Linked DNA regions of Macaca mulatta: region 1 is linked to region 2. The links are chromatin contacts, called in public Hi-C maps. All regions are on one chromosome and are shown on one strand. Each heading gives the region's core, a stretch centred on a gene start, on an enhancer-like site or on the middle of the called end of the contact. The rest is flanking DNA. Distances are from core to core; before and after follow the strand shown. Region 1 holds the start of SESN2 (sestrin 2). Region 2 holds the start of MED18 (mediator complex subunit 18).

Evidence for each region. A called contact is a pair of places that touch in the nucleus more often than the background predicts.
Region 1: a Hi-C map of fetal cortex germinal zone shows a contact between it and region 2, with 1.9 times the contacts expected there. The contact joins the promoter of SESN2 here to the promoter of MED18 in region 2. A contact is called at or near these places in 2 of 14 Hi-C or Micro-C datasets (CD4 T cells and fetal cortex germinal zone).

What each region holds. Positions count from the first base shown.
Region 1 is chr1:212,674,576-212,681,051 of T2T-MMU8v2.0, reverse strand. It overlaps SESN2 (sestrin 2), which reads left to right and starts at 3,004. Exons shown (of 10, transcript NM_001261068.1): 1 at 3,004-3,098. The coding sequence starts at 3,009. It overlaps LOC144334749 (a long non-coding RNA gene), which reads right to left. Exons shown (of 2, transcript XR_013404942.1): 1 at 6,265-6,476; 2 at 2,681-4,484.
Region 2 is chr1:212,598,750-212,606,156 of T2T-MMU8v2.0, reverse strand. MED18 (mediator complex subunit 18) reads left to right here and starts at 1,322. Exons shown (of 4, transcript XR_013404864.1): 1 at 1,322-1,492; 2 at 2,903-3,041; 3 at 6,777-7,407.

The sequences.
Region 1 (6,476 bases), core at 1,755-4,254, 73 kb before region 2:
TTTTTGTATTTTTAGTAGAGATAGGGTTTCACCATGTTGGCCCGGATGATCTTGAACTCCTGACCTCAGGTGATCCGCCTGCCTTGGCCTCCCAAAGTGCTAGGATTACAGGCATGAGCCACCATGCCCGCCGAAGGAGTTTGATCTTAATTCTGTAGCTGATGAAATACCAGTAAAGCCTATTGATCTGGACTTTGACATTACATAGTAAATTTTTCAAATGAAAACTGAAGCTGACACAGGGTAGTTTAGAGGGTAAGTTAATGCAAAGGAAGATTCGGTGACCAAAGGCATATGATTGACAGGACATTTTGCTAGGTGACATAGGGCAGGAGATGGATGTCAAGATGTAGACCCTGCGGGCTCACACCTGTAATGTCAGCACTTTGGGAGGCCGAGGCGGGCAGAACACGAGGTCAGGAGTTTGAGAGCAGCCTGACCAACATGTTGAAACCCCGTCTCTACTAAAAATACAAAAATTAGCCGGGCATGGTGGCACTTGCCTGTAATCCCAGCTACTCGGGAGGCTGAGGCAGGAGAATTGCTTGAATCCAGGAGGCAGAGGTTGCAGTGAGCCAAGATTGGGCCACTGCACTCCAGCCTGGGCGACAGAGTGAGACTCTGTTTCAAAAAAAAAAACAAAAGATGTACACTCTGCCCTCAAGGAGTTTATTTTTTTTTTTTTTTTTTTTTTTTTTTTTTTTTTTTGAGACAGAGTCTCGCTATGTCGCCCAGGGTGGAGTGCAGTGGCCGGATCTCAGCTCACTGCAAGCTCCGCCTCCCGGGTTTTTACGCCATTCTCCTGCCTCAGCCTCCCGAGTAGCCGGGACTACAGGCGCCCACCACCTCGCCCGGCTAGTTTTTTGTATTTTTTAGTAGAGACGGGGTTTCACCGTGTTAGCCAGGATGGTCTCGAACTCCTGACCTCGTGATCCGCCCGTCTCGGCCTCCCAAAGTGCTGGGATTACAGGCTTGAGCCACCGCGCCCGGCAGGAGTTTATAATTAAAAAGATCAGATAAGCCAGACTCAGTAGTGCACACCTGTAACCCCAGTGACTGATTTGGGGGGCTCAGGAGGGAATATCGCTTGAGCCCAGGAATTCGAAGCTGCAGTGTTCTAAGATCATGCCAGTGTACTCCAGTTTGGGTGACAGAGCTACACCCCATCTCTAAAAAACAATACTAATAAAAAGAAAAAAGGGTCAGATAAAACATGTACATAGAAAATTACAATACAAGGTAGAATGTGGCCGGGCATGGTAGCTCATGCCTATAATCCTAGCACTCTAGGAGGCTGAGGTGAGAGAATCGCTTGAGCTCAGGAGTTTGAGACCAGCCTGGGCAACATATTGAGACATATGTCTCTATTTACCAAAAAAAAAAAAAAAAAAAAAAAAAAAAAAAAAAACAAAAAAACAAAAAAACAAAAAAAAAAAAACTAGGTAGAATGTGATACATGTTAAAAGAGATCCAGCTCAAGTGCCTTGGGAGCTCAGGGGAAGGTGAGATGAATCTCCTTTCCCCAAGAAGCTGGAGGCAGGAGACGGAGTCTCACTCTGTTGCCCAGGCTGGAGTGCAATGGCCCGATCTTGATTTCGTCTTTGGAATTGTAAGGCTAGACTTAGAAGTCTCAGAGGGAGACTTGGGGGTCTTATCCACCCTCACCCCTGACAGGATTCCCTGTCTAGAATAAACAATAACTTTAAAATGGAAACAAGAAAAAAGGAGGTCCGAAGGAAAACTGTGACAGAAGAGGCTCCGTTTGAAATGAATAGAAAATGAATTTAGCTTGGAGGTGCTGAGGTATTGGTAGAGGCAACTTTCTGGCAAGAGACGAGTTGAAGGCCAGGAAGTGGATGAGATCAGGGAGAGTGTCTGGAGGGAAGAGGGATAAAAACAGAAACTGGGGAAGCACCCACGTTTTAGGGAGTGGGTAGCGAAAGAGGAGTCAGAGAAGGAGTGGCCAGAGGGAGAGGTGAGCAAAGATCCAGCAGAACACCTTGTTACAAAGTTTCGAGGAGGGTGGCAGGGGTGGAAGCCAGGACTGGTAGCAGAAGGAAGAAAACTTTCAGCAATAGGGATTGAGGTTCGACACAAAGTTACCAATGACATTTCAAGGCATGAAGGCTTTTCCTGAGGCTCCACAAATACGGTGAATCCCCTGTGTCTGGCATCTTTGGAGCTTCCCCGAGACTAGGGGGAGCAGGGTTGTGCCCTCTGACCTCTAAACATCTGGGGTTCAGTTCTATAATTAGCAGCACCGGATAGGACGGGAGCCAAACCTCTCCTAACCCAAACCAGTCCCTCCAGGAACTGAAAAGATGAAGAATTGATTTAGGAGATTTCACACTCGCCTGTTTGGCCTAGCCCAGTGAAGTCCCTTTTCATCACGCAACCCTAATGACTCTTCTGGCTGTCACTACTGTCTGGTATTGCCAGCGATCTGACTAAACCGTCTTGCAAAAGTTTGCAACATTCGCCCGAGGCGGACTACAACTCCCACAATTCCGGGCTCTTCCCGGTGCTGATTGGCGGAGCCACCGACTCCAGGGGGCGGAGCTTCCCCCACCTCCCCGAGGGAACAGACCTCTGATTGGCTGGACCGCAGGGCTTTTGTGTCCCCGCCCTCCCCCGGGGACCGCAGCGGGCTGAGCCGCTGGTGTCAGAGCCCGGCGAGCGCTGGCAGTTCCGCGGCGGGGATGCTGAGGAGCGGTGGGTCCGCGAGCAACCTTGGCCCCTGCGGACTTCCGAGGCCGTGAAAACCCCTGCGCTGCGGCCCTTCCCCGGCCCCCGAGGCCGTTCGCCGTTCCCAAAGCCCGACTCGGGGAAGAGTCCAGCACCGCAGCGGCGGTTCTCGGATTCCGGAGCATTCTGGAGCCCCGAGAGACGCCCGGGGGTTCTAGAAGCTCCCCGGCGGCGACCAGTCCCGGCTTCCTTCGGGCGTCCGTCCGAAACCCGCTCGGGTGCACGGGTCGTCGGCGAGCCGCGACCGGGTCCTGGCGCGCACCATGATCGTGGCGGACTCTGAGTGCCGCGCGGAGCTCAAGGACTACCTGCGGTTCGCCCCGGGCGGCGTCGGCGACTCGGGCCCCGGAGAGGTAAGCGGCGGCCGCGCGACGCCCCTCTTCCCCGAAACCCCGAGCCGCGACTGAGCCGCAGGCTGTCCGGAGCTGAGTCGGTGTGTCCCGGGCTCGGGGAGGGAAAACCGAGCGCGTAACCCGGGACCCCGGTTGCATCAACTGGCAGCCGCGGCCCTCGACACCCCTCCCCCCTCCCCCGCCCCCTCCCTCTCCCTCTCCCTCTCCCCTTCCCTCTCGCCCTCCCTCCTCCCCCCCGGGGCCGCGGATCCTTCCTCGTCTCCCTCGGACTCCTGGCCAATGAGGGAGAAGCCTTCTGGAGGCTCTCCGGGCTTTGGGCTCCTGAACGTCTTCAAGTCCAGGCAAATCCCGGCCGGAGCGGCCCGACCACTCCTCCTCCCCGCCCCCTTCCGCGGAGTCCCTTCCTCTTCGCGGGGGCCGGCGGGCAGAGGACCCTTCCTGGGGTGCGTCTCGGCTCCTGTCCCCCAGTGCGGGGCGTAGGCACCTGGGACTGGCCAGCGAAAGTCGACCTCATCCCCTGTCCCCAGCACTCCTGCTTTGGAGGGAGAGCGCAGGGGCTCTGGGGGCTTGGCTGACCGCCCGGTACGCGGCGGCGGCAGCCAAAGCTCGGGAGAGAGGGGACAACCCCCTTCGCGGCTTCCGAAGCCAAGCGCGGGTTAGGCTGCGCCCTGCTAAGTAAGTCGTCTGAGGGCCCAGAAGTTTGTTTTCCAGAAATTCCTCCCCCGCCCTCCCTTCGCGCCGTTCCCCCCCGCCCCCCCGCCTTCGCACCCGGGCATAGCCCGCAGGGGCTTTGCAGGGAGGCCGGGAATTAGGCTGGACCTAACCAGACTGACAATTCGCACTCCTCCACCACCAGCAGCAGCGATAATGGACATCTTATCATTTATTATGCACCTACTAGATACTAGGCTCTGAGTTTTTTTCGCCTTTAATCTAAGTCTTCAGGACTAAACCAGCAAAATACAAGCTAGGCTATAGCCCCATTTTACAGGAAGAGCTTTGAGGCCCACGATGGGCTCAGAGGCTTTCTTCACCAACCCCAGTGGATAGCTTGTTCTTTGGCCTTATGATTTCGGAGATTGCATGGCACTGTGAGCTTCTAGTTGCTTTAGTTTACAGGCCTAGAGTGTGGTGGAGGTTGTATTCTGGACCTGGGATTTGGTGGAGTGCTGTGTGACCCCAGGAAAATCCCTGCTGTTCTCTGAGTAAAGTGGTTTCTGGGGATCCTACCTCCGTCAGTACATGGTTTGTGCCCTGGTTTTTGTTAGCTTGCTTACCCTTCCCTGCCATGATTTAGGAGCGCCATGTGGAGGAATGGCTCTTCTGCAGCTTCTCAGCGGTGTGACGACTTTGGAAAGATGGAAATGATGTTACTATTGAGAACACCTGGACAGTAGAGAGCAAGCGGGCTGGGTTCGTGTCCCAGCCCTCCTGCTAACTTGCTGTGTGTGGCTTAGCCAGTAATCACTTCTCTGATCTGTAGTTTCTTCCCATGGGGATTTTACAGTGTCTCCAAGGGATTGTAGGGAGAATTAACTCAGAATACAAGCAAAGGCTGAAGCACCGTGACTGGAACATAGTAACTGCATGAAACTTGCTTGCTATTATCAGAATGTGGCCATTGCATGCACAGCTTTCTCCAGAGTGTCTCACAAGGGGGTGCCCGGGCCTGTTCCTGAGATCAGACACTGTACACCCCTCTCTGGGACAGTGCCTGGGAACTGGTCTAGGGAGAGAAGGCTTTGAGGGAGGGATCTTTACACAGAAGCCATGTTTCCTCAGTGGAGAAAACTGGTGCTGTCTGGGAGGTTTTTCTTTTTCTTTTTTTTTTTTTTTTTTTTTGAGATGGAATCTTGCTCTGTTGCCCAGGCTGGAGTGCAGTGGCATGATCTTAGCTCACTGCAACCTCCATCTCCCAGGTTCAAGCAATTCTCCTGCCTCAGCCTCCCTAGTAGTTGGGATTACAGGCACGTGCCACCACGCCCAGCTAATTTTTGTATTTTTAGTAGAAACAGTTTCACCATGTTGGCCAGGCTGATCTCGAACTCCTGACCTCAGGTGATCCACCTGCCTTGGCCTCCCAAAGTGCTGAGATTACAGGCATGAGCCACCTCACCTGGCATATCTGGGAGGTTTCTGTGTGTTCCTCTCTCTTGAAAAAAGAGGACCTTGGGATGGTTTCTGCTTTGAGTGGCATCCTTAGAAGACAGCAGGGTGCCGATCTTTGAGTCAGGTGTCCGAGGCCCAAGAGACGACCCAGGCGTGCAGCTCCCTTAACTCCCTGTCACTTCACCACACACTCCCTTTCAGGAGCTCATTGCCTTCAGATGTGTGTATCTTCAGAAAGTTCCAAGGACTTCACTCTAGTACTGGTAGTATTAGGCTCCAGAATAACTTTCTTGGCCAGATGCAGTGGCTCATGCCTGTAATACTAACACTTTAGGAGGCTGAGGCAGATGGATTGCTTGAGCCCGGGAGTTCAAAACCAGCCTGGACAACATGGTGAAACCCCGTCTCTACAAAATATACAAAAGTTAGCCAGGCATAGTGGTGTGTGCCAACTACTTGGAAGGCTGAGGTGGGACGATTGCTTGAGCCTGGGAGGCAGAGGTTGCAGTGAACCGTGATCATGCCACCGCACTCCAGCTTGGGTGACAGAGCAAGACTCTGTCTCCAAAAAAAAATAAAACAGGCTGGGTGCAGTGGCTCACACCTGTAATTTGAGCACTTTGAGAGACTGAGGTAGGTGGATCATGAGGTCAGGAGATCGAGACCATCCTAGCTAACACGGTGAAATCCCGTCTCTACTAAAAATACAAAAAATTAACCCTATGTGGTGGCACACACCTGTAGTCTCAGCTACTTAGGAGGCTGAGGTAGGAGAATTGCTTGAACCTGGGAGGCAGAGGTTGCAGTGAGCTGAGATTGCTCCACTGCACTCCAGCCTGTGTGACAGAGTGAAACTCCGTCTCAAAACAAAACAAAACAAACTTTCTCAGACATCATTTCTTCTTCAGGGAAGCCCTTCCTCCCCCACTAGATAAGTCCCCTTGCACACCCTCCTCCAGTCCCCCTTCTCCATGTAGGAGCTTTGGTCCCAATGATGTGAAACAGTCCCTTGCTGGAGATACCCTGCAGGTCTCATCCCCAGCGCTGCTCTTTGCACCTAGTAAGTGTTCGTGACTAGTTGCCCCTTGTTGGCTTAGCTGACTCTTGTGAACTCTTCCAGCCATGGAGTCAGATCTGAATTGTGCCCATTTGGAAGAGGACCTTTCTGAGCCTCCCTGCCCTGTCTCCAAAGAAGAAACTATTTCTCCCTGGGTGGTTGGGAGGAACTGGCACAATCAGATGTGTAAAGCACTTAGCGTGGTGCCCAGC
Region 2 (7,407 bases), core at 73-2,572:
TATATATATATATATATATATATATATATTTTTTTTTTTAGGACAGAGTCTTGCTCTGTTGCCCAGGCTGGAGTGCAGTGGCACGATGTTGGCTCACTGCAACCTCCGCCTCCTGGGTTCAAGCGATTTTGGTGCCTCAGCCACCTGAGTAGCTGGGACTACAGGCGTGTTCCACCATGCCCGGCTAATTTCCTCTTTTACATTTTTAAAATCTTTTTCTGACAGTTGTTTCTCAGCCGGAGTTGTACTAAAGCGCCTAACTGGTCTTTTTTCTTTAATTTTTTTCCAGACAGGATCTCCCTCTGTTGCACAGGCTGGAGTGCAGTGGCACTACCTCAGCTCACCACAACCTCTGCCTCCTGGGCTCAAGCAATCCTCCCACCTCAGCCTCCCAAGTAGCTGGGACTGCAGGTACAAGCCACTACGTTCAGTTAATTTTTGTATTTTTTGTAGAGACAGGGTTTCACCATGTTGTTCAGGCTGGTCTTAATTCCTGAGCTCAAGCTATCTGCCCGCCTTGGCCTCCCAAAGTGCTGGGATTACAGGCCTGAGCCACCATGTCCCGCCTGGTCATTTTTCTCTAGGCTCTCTCCTTTCCCAAACTTTTCTCCATGTTGCAACCAGGGTTCTTTTAAAGCTCACACGTGTTCTTTTAGTCTGGCACTGCAGAGTACTCCTGGATCTGGACCTACTCCTTTTCCGGACTTTTAAATTTTTATTTATTATTTATTTATTTATTTATTTGAGACAGAGCCTCTCTCTGTATCCCAGGCTACAGTGCAGTGGGCGATCTCGGTTCGCTGCAACTTCTGCCTCCCACGTTCAAGCGATTCGCCCACCTCAGCTTCCCTAGTAACTGCGATTACAGGCGCGTGCCACCATGTCCGGCTAATTTTTGTATTTTTAATAGAGACGGGGTTTTACCATCTTGGCCAGGCTGGTCTCAAACTCGTGATCTCAAGTGATCCACCTGCCTCGGCCTCCCAAAGTGCTGGGGTTACAGGCGTGAGCCACCGCGCCCTCAGTTCATTTTTCTTTTTAAGCCCATTATAGTCTCTGTAAGTCCTATCAGTTCCAAGAGACTTTCTGCACAAATACATCTCCAGGTTGTCAAACCTAAAAATATTTTCCTAGAGGATGGCCTGTGACGTCAAGGCGCCAGGTAGACCCCGGAGGAAAGCTCCAAAGGAGGCCGCCATCTTTCTTACAGCAGCCCGGCATTTTGCGCATGCGCTTCTGATTGTCTGTCCGCAATGACGCTCTTCGGCCTTCTCGGCACCCATACGTTTGGGAACGGCAGTTTCGAGGTTTGTGAGACTTCGGCTTCCGACCGGAAGTGAGAAGAGCAGGAAGTTGGCTGGTTCCACCGGTCTGGGGGCTTCCCGGGCTCCGGTAACCGGAGGACTGGGATCTAATCGTCGCTCAAAGGCTCCTAGGTGCGCGGGTGCATATAATTCCCGACTTCTCGAGAAGACACTAGAGCCTCAAGGAGGTGTGCTTCTAGTGTTTAAGTGGACACGTGTTGTGGATGCTGGCTTAGAAGGACCTATATACCATCATTTTAAAATAACTTCCTCTTGGCTCTCTCTTTTTTTTTGAGACGGAGTTTCGCTCTTGTTGCACAGGCTGGAGTGCAACGGCGCGATCTGAGCTCACCACAACCTCGCCTTCCGGGTTCAAGCGATTCTGCTGCGTCAGCCTCCCGAGTAGCTGGGATTGCAGGCGCTCGCCACCAGGCCTAGCTAATTTTTTGTATTTTTAGTAGAGACGGAGTTTCTTAATGTTGGTCAGGCTGGTCTCGAACTCCCAACCTCCGGTTGATCCGCCGGCCTCGGCCTCCCAAAGTGCTGGGATTACAGGTGTGAGAAACCGCGCCTGGCCTTGGCTCTCTTTAAAAGGCATTTTTAGGCTAGCCGCAGTGACTCTCCCTCCTGTAGTCCCAGCTACTCGGGAGGCTGAGGTGGGAGGATCGCTTGAGCCCAGGAGTTCGAGGTTATAGTGAACTAGGAACTCCCCCACTGCACTCCATCCTGGGCTACAGAGCGAGATCCTGTCACCAAAAAAGAAAAGGGTATGGGGGAAAGGCATTTTCAGAGCGATGGAATGCCTAGATTCTAGTTTGGTCCCAACTCTGCTACCAAGTTGCTGTGTGTATCCTGTCCCTCTCTGAGTCTCAATGTCCTCATCTATAAAAATGAAGGTCCCTTAAGACACTTTTCAGTTCTTCTGAATTTTGTTGCCTCTTTATTATCTCGTTTGAGCCACATAACCTTGGGAGTTAAAAATCATTGGCCTTTGGCCGGGCGTGGTGGCTCACGCCTATAATGCCAGCACTTTGGGAGGCCGACTCACCTGAGGATCATCTGAGGCCAGGAGTTCAAGGCCAACCTGGCCAACATGACAAAACTCTGTCTCTACTAAAAATGTAAAAAAAAATTAGCCGGGTATGGTTGTGGGTGCCTGTAATCCCAGCTACTCGGGAAGCTGAGGCAGGAGAATCGCTTGAACCTGGGAGGCGGAGGCTGCAGTGAACAGAGATTGCACCATTGCACTCCAGCCTGAGCGACAAGAGTGAAACTCTGTCTCAAAAAAAAAAAAAAAAAATTGCTGGTCTCATTTTATGAGGAAGATACTGAGTCCCAGGGTGAGGGGTTATAGACAGGACTTTCTCAAGATTGCACAGGTAACTTGGAGGTTTCAGAACTTGAGACTAGAAGGCAATGCTGTAACTCCATGACCAGATCTCCTTTTTATATTTCTGTATCATCAGTTCCTGGAACTGGCCATGTAAGACACTGAAATGTTTTTAAATGAATGAATCTTTTGATTTGAAGGCCAGTGCCACAACAGATTTGGTCTCTCTCGACTACTCTGATGTATAAACAAGTGAACTCTTTTCCAGGTATATCCCGTGCCTTACCTGACTGGGGGCTCTGAGTCCAGTTGTGTTGTCTTCAACTTAGACACCATGGAGGCACCTCCAGTCACCATGATGCCTGTCACTGGGGGCACCATTAACATGATGGAGTACCTATTGCAGGGTAAGTGAACCAGGGAACTTGGATTACCTGTTTTCCTCTTCTCTGTTCAGCTTCCCTTAAGATGAGAGACAACACAAAAGCAGCCTGCACAGTTTCTGGCACCCAACTATGTTTTTAACTGTTACTTTAAATTACAGTTTTACATGCACTAAACATATTAAATCTGCCATCTTGGCTGGGTGCAGTGACTCACGCGTGTAATCCGAGCACTTTGGGAAGCCGAGGCGGGTGGATCACGAGGTCAGGAGATTGAGACCATCCTGGCTAACACGGTGAAACCCCGTCTCTACTAAAAATACAGAAAGAAATTAGTCCGGCGTGGTGGCGGGTGCCTGTAGTCCCAGCTACTTGGGAGGCTGAGGCAGGACAATGGTGCAAGCCTGGGAGGCGGAGATTGCAGTGAGCCGAGATCGCGACACTGCACTCCAGCCTGGGCGACAGAACGAGACTCTGTCTCAAAAAAAAAAAAAACCTTAACATATTTAAGTGTACTGTTCAGTATTGTTAAGTATATTAACATTGCTGAACAACAGATCTTTAGAACTTTGGTTTATTGTGAGTAGCTTGAAAAAATACTTAGTACAACTGTTTTTTTCTTTGAGACAGAGTCTCGATCGGTCACCCAGGCTGCAATGCAGTGGCATGATAACAGCTCATGCAACCTCCACTTCCCGGTTCAGTGGATTCTTGTATTTCAGCCCCCCGAATAGCTGGGATTGCAGGCGTGCATCACCATGCCCGGCTAGTTTTTGTATTTTTAGTAGAGAGTTGCAGTTTCATTATGTTGGCCAAACTGATCTTGAACTCTTGCCTTCAAGTGATACACTTGCCTTGGCCTCCCAAAGTGCTAGGATTACAGGGATGAGCCGCCACGCCCAGCCTAAAATGCTTGTTTATCATCCTATAAAACTGCAACTCTTTACCCCTTAAACACTAATTCCCACTCCCCTCTATGCCAAACCCTCAGCAGCTATCTTTCTAGGTCCTGTTTCTCTGATTTTTTTTTTTTTTAAGATGGATTCTCACTCTGTTGCCCAGGATGGAGCACAGTGGTGCAATCTCAGCTTACTGCAGCCTCCACCTCCCAGGTTCAAGCAATTCTCCTGCCTCAGCCTCCTAAGTAGCGGGGTTACAGGCGTGAACCACCATGGCTAGCTAATGTTTGTATTTTTAGTAGAGACGGGGTTTCTCCACGTTGGCCAGGCTGGTCTTGAACTCCTGACCTCAGGTGATCCACCTGCCTTGGTCTCCCAAAGTGCTGGGATTACAGGCGTGAGCCACTGCGCCAGGCCAGATTTTGTCAACAAGTATCTGAATATGTTCCAAACATTTGAGCCATAGCCATGGAGGGAGAAAGATGACTAAAAAATAATGTATGTCAAGCCAGCTATTACAGGCTTATGACTGTAATTCCAGTCGTTTGGGAGGCTAAGGCTGCAGTATTGCTTGAGTTCAGGAATTCAGGATCAGTCTGGACAACATAGCAAGAACTCACCTCTACTAAAAATAAAGAAAACTTAGCTGGGCATGGTGGTATGTACCTGTAGTCCGAACTACTTGGGAGGCTGAGGTGGGAGGATCACTTGAACCCCCAAGATGGGGGCTGCAAAGAGTTATAATCTCGCCACTGCTCTATAGCCTGGAGACAGAGTGAGACCCTATCTAAACAACAACAACAACAACAACAAATCTATGCCATAAAAATAAAGCAGGAAAGTGGCTAGAGATTGGTAGGACACATACTATTTTATTAGGGTGATCAGAAAAGGCCCTGATGATAAAGTCACTTGAGCAGACCTGATAAAAGTGATAGAGTAGACATGCAGATCGGAAGAACATCCTAAGCATAGAGAATAGGGGAAGGGGTCTGGCAGGAAGGTCACTCCTGAAGATAATGATCAAGGGGAAGAATAGAAGGAGATGTTGTTTGGCAGGTAGCAGAGACCATAATATGTAGGGCTTTGTCAACAATGGTAAAGACGTTGGCTTTTATTCTGAGTGACACAGGAAGCCACTGGAGTGTTCTGAGTAGAGAAGTGTTAGACGTTGGCTTTTATTCTGAGTGACACAGGAAGCCACTGGAGTGTTCTGAGTAGAGGAGTGTTATTATCTGCCCAATAATATAATAGATCATTTGGCTTTTGTGTGGAGAAGAGAGGAAGAAGGCAAAGGTAGAAACAGGCTATTTGCAAAGACCAGGCAAGAAATGAGGGTGACTTCATTTGAAGGGACTATAGGTTGAAGTGACCAGAGGAGCGAGAAGTGATTGCATTCTGCATTTGTTTCAAAAATACGGATTAAATGGAGGGTGTGGGAGAAAGAAAGAAGTGAAAGATGATTTTCCGGTTTTTGGCCCGGGTAACCAACTAGAAGCAGAGAGTTGCCATTTACTGTGATGGTTAAGACTGCAGGATGAATAAGATTTTGGAGGAAAAAATCAACAGTTTGATATTGAACGTGTTAAGATAAAGATGTCTGTTAGGCATCCAAGTGAGGAAATTGAGTAGTCAGTTGGATGTTTTCTTCTGTGGTCCAGAGATAAAAATGTGGGAGTCCTCAGGGCCTAAATGATATTTAAAGCCATGGGACCAAATAAAGTCACCTAGGCAGGAAAAGAGTATTGATACAGAAGAGGACCAGCATTGAGTCCTAGTCCTCCAGTGTTTAGGGAAGTTGAGAGAGACCAAGCAAAGAAGACTTAAACGGGCTGTTCAGCAAGTTAAGTGAAGAACCAAGAAAGTTGTGTCTCAGAGGCCAAGGGAAGAATAGATTTCATAGTGGGTATAAGCTACTATAACAACTGTGTCAGATGTTGCCAAGAGGATGAAGATTCTATGAAGCAATTCACTCTCTTCTACTTACATATAGAAGAGGAAAACTTTTCCTGATAAAAAGGAAACTTTAGCTGGGTGCGGTGGCTCCACGCCTGTCATCTCAGCACTTTGAGAGGCTGAGAAGGGCGGATCATGAGGTCAAGAGATCAAGACCATCCTGGCCAATGTGGTGAAACCCTGTCTCTACTAAAAATCCAAAAATTAGCTGGGCATGGTGGCGCACACCTGTAGTCCAGCTACTCAGGAGGCTGAGGCAGGAGAATCGCTTGAACCCAGGAGGCGGGGGTTGCAGTGAGCTGAGATCGCAGCACTGCACTCCAGCCTGGAGACACAGCTAGACTCCGTCTCAGAAAAAGGGGGTGAAACTTTATATTTCTATAAATGGAAAAGTTTGATTTGTTGGAAATAGAAGGCAATTGTTAAACTATATGACAACAAAATAGTGTTATTGGCTGGGCATGGTGGCTTGTGCCTGTAATCCCAACACTTTGGGAGACCAAGGCCAGGAGTTCAAGACCAACCTGGGCAACATAGTAAGACCCCATCTCTACCAAAATAAATAAATACATAATTAAAACAGTATTATTACATTCTAGATAGACCCTGTTGCTGATTAAAGGCTCTAAGCCCAAGGCCTGCTGGAGATTAGCATTAGAGGAGGCCTAAAGACATTGTAGTGTTAAATAAGAAAATTCCAAAAAATTGAAAAGGGAAATAACTTTCTCACAACGTTATACAATACCTTGGTAGTGCAACTTCTCTAAAATCTCATGTTTGGCCCTATGTTTTATGAAATGCTTCACTAAACTGTTTTGGTTTTTCATTAAGTTTTTTCAATTGTATGCTAACTCCATGACCTAAAATGAAAGATAGGACTCAGTGGTGCTTGTTCCGTTTTCAGGAAGTGTTTTAGATCACAGTTTGGAAAGCCTCATCCACCGCCTTCGTGGTTTGTGTGACAACATGGAACCTGAGACTTTCCTTGACCATGAGATGGTATTCCTTCTTAAGGGCCAGCAAGCCAGCCCATTTGTTCTCAGGGCCCGACGCTCTATGGACAGGGCAGGAGCACCCTGGCATCTGCGCTACCTGGGACAGCCAGAAATGGGAGACAAGAATCGCCACGCCCTGGTGCGAAACTGCGTGGACATTGCCACATCTGAGAACCTCACCGACTTCTTGATGGAAATGGGCTTCCGCATGGACCATGAGTTTGTTGCTAAGGGACATTTGTTCCGTAAGGGCATCATGAAGATTATGGTGTACAAGATTTTCCGCATCCTGGTGCCAGGGAACACAGACAGCACTGAGGCCTTGTCACTCTCCTATCTCGTGGAATTAAGTGTGGTAGCACCCGCTGGGCAGGATGTGGTCTCTGATGACATGAAGAACTTTGCAGAGCAGCTAAAACCTCTGGTTCACCTAGAGAAAATAGACCCCAAGAGGCTCATGTGACTAAGAGGATCTGTCCACATTTGGGGCCTGTCCTTACTTGCTTGAAAAAATGTTTGCTTTTTTTTTGGTTTTTGTTT